Linked DNA regions of Oryctolagus cuniculus: region 2 is linked to region 1. A link is a contact called in public Micro-C data. All regions are on one chromosome and are shown on one strand. Each heading gives the region's core, a stretch centred on a gene start, on an enhancer-like site or on the middle of the called end of the contact. The rest is flanking DNA. Distances are from core to core; before and after follow the strand shown.

What was found. A called contact is a pair of places that touch in the nucleus more often than the background predicts.
Region 2: a contact with region 1 is called in a Micro-C map of ear pinna, with 2.3 times the contacts expected there. The contact joins the promoter of CDK5R1 here to the enhancer-like site in region 1. A contact is called at or near these places in 2 of 6 Hi-C or Micro-C datasets (ear pinna and an unstated tissue).

The regions. Positions count from the first base shown.
Region 1 is chr17:41,464,269-41,468,434 of mOryCun1.1, reverse strand. The region is part of intron 20 of MYO1D (myosin ID); the gene reads right to left. Among named protein-coding and RNA genes, the nearest start is that of CDK5R1, 120 kb to the left of the region's middle. Within about 2 kb of position 2,239, at least 1 of the 8 cell types and tissues checked has an H3K27ac peak or open chromatin away from gene starts, as enhancers often do.
Region 2 is chr17:41,588,521-41,592,873 of mOryCun1.1, reverse strand. CDK5R1 (cyclin dependent kinase 5 regulatory subunit 1) reads left to right here and starts at 2,709. Exons shown (of 2, transcript XM_008271068.4): 1 at 2,709-2,849; 2 at 3,170-4,345. The coding sequence starts at 3,282. The coding sequence ends at 4,205.

The DNA of each region.
Region 1 (4,166 bases), core at 990-3,489:
CGGGACGAGAAGAGTCAGACCAGTGGTTCTCATCCCTGGTTGCACAGGGGAAGCTCCGAAGCATGCAGACGCCCAGGTTGATGGCATAGCCTTGTCTTCACTGGTCGGGGGGATGGCCTGGCTCTCCCCCCATCCCCCACCCTGGCCATAGGCTATTCCAATGTACAGCCAAGGCTGAGCACTCTTGAATGAGAACCCACTGACATTTATTTTTTAAGTTTGGCTTTAAAAGTGAAATCTAAATAAAGTCAAGCTCAACATCTTTTTTCTTCCCTTCCGGAGGTTGTAGTATCTTTTCCTGCAAGTTTCTTTTTCGAAATGACAGGATTGCAATTAGGGGAGAAACAGCTGTGCAAACAGAAGTACAATGCAGCAGCTCCCTTCAAAGGTGCTATATTTTTCCCCCAGCAGAAATGAAGCAAAACATTTTCTCTTTCTGTTTTGTATACTAATGGGTCATACCTTGACACACAGAGCAGGGCTAACAGACAAGCTCCCTCCTTGTTTAAGTTTCCCTCGGGCCTACACATCACCTCTGTTCAAAAGGCTAAGGTAAAATACTTCAGAGAGCAATTATTCATACAAGAAAGACTTACATAAACAAATAAAGGAAACATGAGAGAGTGCAACATAGGAAATGAAACCGGAGGATGCCTACATTTGTGGCTAACTTGGGTTTGAGGTCAGAAAACCTCGTTTTGAAAGCCTAGAGATCCATGTCTCTGAGAACTGGTTTCATTTATGAAAGTTATTTGCCTCACGGGAGTCTTATAACAATTGAGATATAGTATGATCACGTTGTCCAGCAAATGCCTGGCATCGGGCATATGGCAAATGTTAGCCCTGTTGTTTCTTTGCTCTTAAAGCCGGACTTCAGTTGCTTGTGTCGTTTTTCATAAGAGGGAGGCAGCAGGGAGTGGGGACTGGGTGCTCGTGCAGACAGCCTGGGGTGTGCCGTGCAGCTCCTTCCCTGGGAGCTTTGTGACTGTGGGAGCGACAGTTTCACCTTCCTAAGCACCAGTTTCTCGAGAGCAAAGCCTCCCCGTGGCCACACCTGCACGTCTGCCTGGGGGGTGGGGGTGTCCAGGCTCTGTGCCGACCCCTGCCAAATGGATGGTACATGGCAGGTGCTCACGTACGTGTAGTAGTGCCTAGAAAGGGCTCTGGAAGGCGGCTCTGTCAAAGGAAGCCCCTCTCGCACCAGCGTGGCATCCTCTGCTTCTGCGAAGGCACAGCTCTTTGTCTTTGTGTGAATCCATGCAGGGCTTCATTTTAAGATCTTGCTTCTAGCAACCTGACCTCTAAGTGAAGTGACCATGTATGTATTTCTGTATACTTTGGTTCCTAAATGGTTTTGTGTTGCTTTAACAAGACAGCTTCTTAAAGCAGTCATAAATTGGCCCTAATGACTGTTGCTTTCACACTGCTTTGATCCATCTTTTACATGTGAAATTGAATTTCCTAGTCCTGATGAAAATGGACTGTCTTGTGCCCCAAAACGCCAACTTCTGCCGTGATAAATCGGTTTGCTTAGTGCTGGTTAGCATAAGCAGTGATCTCTAAGCAGTGTAACAAAAGGCATTTACTTCTGAACACATGTCAGGAAGGCAATCAATAGGGGAGCTCTGAAACTCTGTATTCTTTCTTATTAAGAAAAAAAAAAAAGAGAGAACACAGCTTAGGTGTCACATTTCTCAGAAGCATTTTAAAACCATGTAGCTCATTCAAATCCAACAGTAAAATCACTGAATTTTAAAAAAAAATATAAGAAGAGGGGAAAGGTGGCTTCACAGCCAAAGCCATCAGACTAAAATAAAATCCTGGAATATTAAACAGAGACTCTGACATCTGTATGTCCCTAAATTTCTCTGCTATATACCCACCAGTCCCCCTCCCTCAAAGAACAGGCGGTTTCAAAATTATCTGATTTTACTAAGCGACTCTCTTTGTTCGACAGAAATACAAACATTTGCACAAGATGTTCAAGACGGTACAGCTCCCAGGACCTGCTGAGAATTAATTAGGAAGGAAAATTTATTACCTAAATAAATAAATAAACCCGAGTGCCACTCAGGCCCTGACATTACGGGATTATATACTTTCCATTTAAGAGGACTAATAAACACAGCTTAAAGGCCCCAGGGATGGCTGGGGGCGGGGCGCCAGCCCTCCGCAGCAGCCCCCCCTCCGGGTTCCCATGGAAACGCCTTGGCGGGGGAGGGGGGCGCCTCGCGCCTGCGCCAGCCCAGCACACACAACGCGCGCCTTCCCGCAAGTCACGTCAGACAGAGTCGCCACAAAACCGTCGCTTTACCTCGTGCTCCCCGCATGGCGAAAAGAGGCATCTGGTAAATTAAGCGGCTATTACCTTAGCCAGCGAGCCCCTACTGATGAGAAAAGGGGCTCTGTCAGAACAAAACCGACCCCCACCCTGCAAAACGAGCCCGGGAGGCACATCAGCCCACGGCAGCTCGCGGAGCTCTGCGGGCAGTCGCGCACGCGCACCAGGGCGCCTCCCCGCGGAGTGGAACGTGGGTTGGTGTGGGCATCCGCCCGGCGGCTGCCCTTTCACTGCGGCCTCCACGAGGAATCTCGGGGCCACAGGGGCCCCCGCTGGCGGTTTTGGATGCGTTAGGAGCGGTGCGGGGCGTCGCCCGCTTTCGCACCGCCCGGAGCCCAGCGCCCCGCTGACAAGCCGGTCTCACACCACGGCCCGGCCCGCATTCTGCGCTTTCTCCACAGCTCGGCTGGAAGCAGCGCTTTCATTTGATATAGGAGTTAGAGTGCGGTGTAGACAGTGACTTCAAGGGGGAGGATGATGACTGGACAATAACAGACTCCTGAGCATCCAGCGTTTGCGCGCAGGAAGTCACTCTGCGGCTACTAAAGCAACCACCTGGCACCGGAACCTCCCGCTCAGATGGCCGCTGGCCGCTGTTTCCCAGGGCCATCTGTGAGGACAGGGTTGACTGTCAATATTCTCCAAAACCTGTCATGGGTTCCCACTTTGTTCGGGTGTCGGGGCCCATCATGAAACGGGAACTTGAAGTTGATGGAACAATCTTTGCTAAGCAGAGGGGAAGTAGAGGCACCCAACTTATCTTTTATTCCTTCGGTTTAAAGAGCAGTATTTAGGGAATGGGTGTCGTGGCTTAGCGGGTTAAACCTCCGCCTGCGAAGCCGGCATGCCACATGGGCGCTATTTCCTGTCCCAGCTGCTCCACTTCTGGTTCAGCTGTCCGGCTAATGCTCCTGGGAAAAGCAGCAAAAGATGGCCCAAGTGCTTGGGCCCCTGCCCCCACGTGGGGACCTGGATGAAGCTCCTGGCTCCTGGCTTAGGCCGGGCCCAGCCACAGCTGCTGTAGCTATTTGGGGCATGAACCAGTGGACTGAAGATTCTCTCTCTCTCTCTCTCTCTCTCTCTCTTTCTTTCTCATTCTCTCTCTCTCTTTCTTTCTCATTCTCTCTCTCTGCCTTTCAAATAAAATTTGGAGGTGTGAACCAGTGGACTGAAGATCCCTTCTCTCTCTGCCTTTCAAATAATAATAATAATAAAGGCAGCCTTTATCTCCTGAACACAAACCTATTTGTTAGAAACTAGAGAGATTGTTCTCTTAAAGATGAGGCCTCAGTGTGCTGCCATCTGGTTTAGGGTACTGGAAAGTAGACGATAAGACACCTATCAGAAGGGCTAAAAGAACACCCCATGCCCAGTAGTGGTGAGACGGTGAAGCAGCCGCTGTGGGAGACAGCTGGCGGCTCCTGCAGAGCTAAACTTGGTCTAGCTGCTGGACTGAGTGATTGCACTCCTAGGTGATGAAACCTTGTGTTCATACAAGACCCCTGCATGTGTGTATACCACACCCACAGCCGTGTGCCTGTGCACATACATGTGAGGGTGCTTCAGAAGGTTTGTGGCTAATGTGCCTGTCAAAGTCGAGCAGTCAGGGTTCGCTCTTATTGCTGAGTTACACAAGTTCAGTGAATTAGGACACGTAAAGATAGTGGAGTTGGTTGAGTTTTTCAAGTTGCTTTCATCTACTTGAAAGGCAATCTCTCTCTGTCTCTCTCTCTCTCTCTCTGTCTCTCTCTCTCTCTTTCTCACACACACACACACACACACACACTGATCTTCCATATGCTGGTTCACTTCCCAAATGCCTGCA
Region 2 (4,353 bases), core at 1,460-3,959, 120 kb before region 1:
GGGAGTATGGGAAGTGGGTGGTCCCAAGGGTGGGCTCTGGTGGGCAGTGCGTGGGCATCCCAGCACTGTTGTTGCCAGGCAACAACAAGCCGGCAGCTAGGGGTGGGCCACAGGGTAAGTAGGCTGACTGGTAGGACCCCATGGTTCTCTGGTGAAGATGACAGGGATGAAAACAGCCTTGCAGCATTCAGCCAGACCTGCCTTCTGGGTCCTTGTTTGGCCCTTCCTGCCTCCCGACTGGAGCACTGGTGGGAGCTGGGGGTGGGGAGTGGGTGAGCACCAGCTGTGAGTGGTGCCTTGGAGCGGGCACAGCGGGTGGGTGGGGTTCCTGAAGAAACCTGTCCCTCAGGCACAGCTACAAGTGGGCTGTCAGGGCCGTTGCTTCTCAGCTGGACGCAGTTTTGCCCCTGGCAGGTGTGAGAAGTTTGGGTCACTTGCGCCAAGGAGCTCTTTTTGAAGGTGCTTTTGGCTGACAGGGCAAAGGTAAGAGAGCAGGCGGGAATGCGGGATGCAGGCAGGGCTGGTGCTGTGGCATAGTAGACCAGCCCTCTGCTTTTGGTGTCGGCATCTCACATGGGCACTGGTTCCAGTCCTGGCTGCTGCACTTCTGATCCAGCTCCCTGCTGATGACCTGGGCAAGCAGTAGGAGATGGCCCAAGTCCTTGGGTCCCTGCACCCACATGGGAGACCTGGGAAGAGGCTCCTGGCTCTTGACTTTGGGTCAGCCCAGCTGTGGCTATTTGGGGGAGTGAACCAGCAGGTGGAAAATCTGCCTCTCTCTCTGTAACTCTGCTTCTCAAATAAAAATCTTAAAAAGAAAAAAACTGCAGGCAGGCTGGGAAAGGCCCATGCAGGGGTTCTTCTGGCTTGGGAACTGAATAGTTAGAATTGAGGTTGAGTTTTCTTCTGAGGGGTGGATCACAGGCTTAGGACTCTGGCATAATTTGGGAAATGGAGAGTGTTTAGCTCCACATGAGCATTTGAAGGGGGCTTGGCCATCTCCGCTGAGGGCTGGAGGCACGGGCTGGGGTTGAGCTTGGCCTTAGGAGGACAGACAGTGGACCAGAGGACTGGAACAGCCAGGAGCAACTTTGAGTGTCTTGCCCTGAAGGCGGAGGACTGCCCCACCTGAAAAGCAGGTAGGATTGTTGCTGTGTCCATGGCTTGTCTTCACCAAAGCCCACAAGGCCTGGTCTCCAGTGTTAACAGCATTGGCAGGAGGTGGGAGCTTTAAAGTCATGGAGGCTCCACCCCCTTGAAGGAGCTACTGTGGTTTTCGGGGGAATGGGTGGTGGGTGGTTATTGCAGAGTGGGTGGCTATAAAAAACCTTCCTCTCGCTGGTACACGTGCCTCTCCACGTGCCTGCCGGCTTGCTCCTCTGCCTTGCTGAGCCGAAGCCACTGAAGCTGAGCGGATTTGGCTGCCAGGTACACCTCTTTTCTTTATGGATCACCCAGTGCTCAGGTGTTGTGTTTTAGCAACGGAAAATGGACTAAGACAGTTGTATACTGCGGAACTTCAAAGGGGCACGCTGAGCTGACTCGGCCTTCTAAATCAGCAACAGCTGCTGTGGTGGTTCTGCAGGGATAAACTCGCTTTGTGTGTGTGTGTGGGGGGGGGGCAGGGAGCAGCCCTTTGGGTACAGAGTAATGCCTGCGCCGGCACCAAGGTTCCTAAAACTGCGTCGCCACCATGAACGACTTCTGGTTGATAGGTAACTGAATGCTAGCGCTTCCTGACTCGACGGCAGCAAGGTTCGGCGTGGTGCCAGCTCAGTGTCAGGGAATTGGGTGTTCGTTCACCTCTGCACCCCCGGCAGAGAAGAGGTTACCACCCGATCAAAAGCACTAAGTGAACAGTGGTCTTGGCCAAGGGCCTGGGGTCACGTCTGAGGAACGGCTCTTACTGGGACCGGGATTTTACGCAGTTTTATTGGCGTCAGGTTGTCAGATCAGGCGGGTGTAGAAGGGAAAACATCCGAGGCAGAGGCTGGTTGGAGGAGCAGTCGCTTCCGCGTTGCCCTGACAGGTGAGGGTGAGTCGCCCGCCCGGGGCTCCACGGCAGGTTTGGAGTGCGGAACGCGGCCGCGGCCTGGATTTCTGAGACCGCCGCGCGAGGAAACGGAGGCCCCCGGGGGACCGCCGCCACCGGGGGTGCGCGTGGTTCTCAGGCGGCTTCAGGAACGGCCTCGCCTCTCCCCGCCGCAGCCTTCTTTTCCCCAGCTCCTGGGAACGGGCTCCGGGCGCGGCCTCGGCGGAGGGCCCGCTGCGCGTTGCCAGGCCCGGGGCTCGGCCGGCAGCTGCGGGCGCCGCGGCGGGAACAAAGGCAGCACGTGTCTGGGCGGGGCGGCGCGGCGCGGCGGGCGGGGTCGGCGCTCGGCCCCGCCCGGCCCCGGCGCGCCCCGCCGGCCGAGCTCGCCTGCGCGAGCGCCCGGGACCCTCGCGCGACCGGACCGCTGCCGGGGCGGCGGCGAGCAGTGCGGGAGGGGCCGGCGCCGCGTGTCCCCGCCGCCCCTCGCTCGCGGCTGCGTCCTGTCGCACCGCGCGCAGCTCGGGCTGAGGACGCCGGTGGCCGCGGCTCCCGGGTCAGACCGGGCCCGCCTGGGCTCGGCGCGCGCACGGCGCTCGCTCGCTCCCGAGAGGACGGCCTGTGGGGTGCGCGCCGGGGGCGGAGGCGGGAGCGCGAGCGCGGCGAGGGCGGCCGGGCGGGGGGCGGGGCCGCGGCGCCTGCAGAACCTTGGACAGAAGCTTCGGCAGCGCCGCCACCGCCGCCGAGCGCCGGGATCGCGGCGGCGGAGCCGCGGCGCGCACTGCGGAGGGCCCGGAGCGCAGGAGCCCCCGCCTGCCGGGTAAGCCTGCGCTGGGCGAGCGTCTCGCCGCCCCGGGAGCCGGGGCAGGGGCCGCGCGGGGTGTCGAGGCTAGGGTCTGCGGCTGCCTCCGCCCGAGCCCGGGCCCCTCCCGGCTGCGCCTCGGGACCGCAGCGGCGGCGGCGGCGGCGGGCGGGGGTGCCGCAGTGGAGACGGCGAGGCTGCGGCGCGCGGGCGCGGGCGGGGCCGCAGAGCCTGGGGCGAGGGCCCCCGCAGCGGGGGCCTGGGCCTGGGTCCGTGGGGGCCGCCGCCGAGGCGCGGAGCCCCGCCTGGTGCTGAGAACCATCTTGTTTTCCACGCAGATCCGAGGGGCCGCACGCGTCCTAGGAGCGCCCGCTTTGCTCCCCGGGGCGGCCACAGGCGCGGTGAGCTGGTGTTCCCCGCCGGCCGGCAGGCTGGGCGTGCAGCGGCACCATGGGCACGGTGCTGTCCCTGTCCCCCAGCTACCGGAAGGCCGCGCTGTTTGAGGATGGCGCGGCCACCGTGGGCCACTACACGGCCGTGCAGAACAGCAAGAACGCCAAGGACAAGAACCTGAAGCGGCACTCCATCATCTCCGTGCTCCCGTGGAAGAGGATCGTGGCCGTGTCGGCCAAGAAGAAGAACTCCAAGAAGGTGCAGCCCAACAGCAGCTACCAGAACAACATCACGCACCTCAACAATGAGAACCTGAAGAAGTCGCTGTCGTGCGCCAACCTGTCCACGTTCGCCCAGCCCCCGCCGGCCCAGCCGCCCGCGCCCGCGGCCAGCCAGCTCCCGGGCTCCCAGACCGGGGGCTCCTCCTCCGTGAAGAAGGCCCCGCATCCCGCCGTCAGCTCCGCGGGGACGCCCAAGCGGGTCATCGTCCAGGCGTCCACCAGCGAGCTACTGCGCTGCCTGGGCGAGTTCCTGTGCCGCCGGTGCTACCGCCTGAAGCACCTGTCCCCCACGGACCCCGTGCTCTGGCTGCGCAGTGTGGACCGCTCGCTCCTGCTGCAGGGCTGGCAGGACCAGGGCTTCATCACGCCGGCCAACGTGGTCTTCCTGTACATGCTCTGCCGGGATGTCATCTCCTCCGAGGTGGGCTCGGACCACGAGCTCCAGGCCGTGCTGCTGACCTGCCTGTACCTCTCCTACTCCTACATGGGCAACGAGATCTCCTACCCCCTCAAGCCCTTCCTGGTGGAGAGCCGCAAGGAGGCCTTTTGGGACCGCTGCCTCTCCGTCATCAACCTCATGAGCTCCAAGATGCTGCAGATCAACGCCGACCCCCACTACTTCACACAGGTCTTCTCCGACCTCAAGAACGAGAGCAGCCAGGAGGACAAGAAGCGACTCCTCCTCGGGCTCGACCGGTGAGCCCCGGGGCCCACGCCGGGGGCTCGCGGGTTCCGTGCGTTTTTAAAAATTTATTAAACAGAATCGGAGTTTTGTGTACAGTACGTGTCTAGCGAAGCCGCCGGGGCGCTCTCCCTTCCCACCGTCTCTCCTCCGGGTGCGTTTTTGG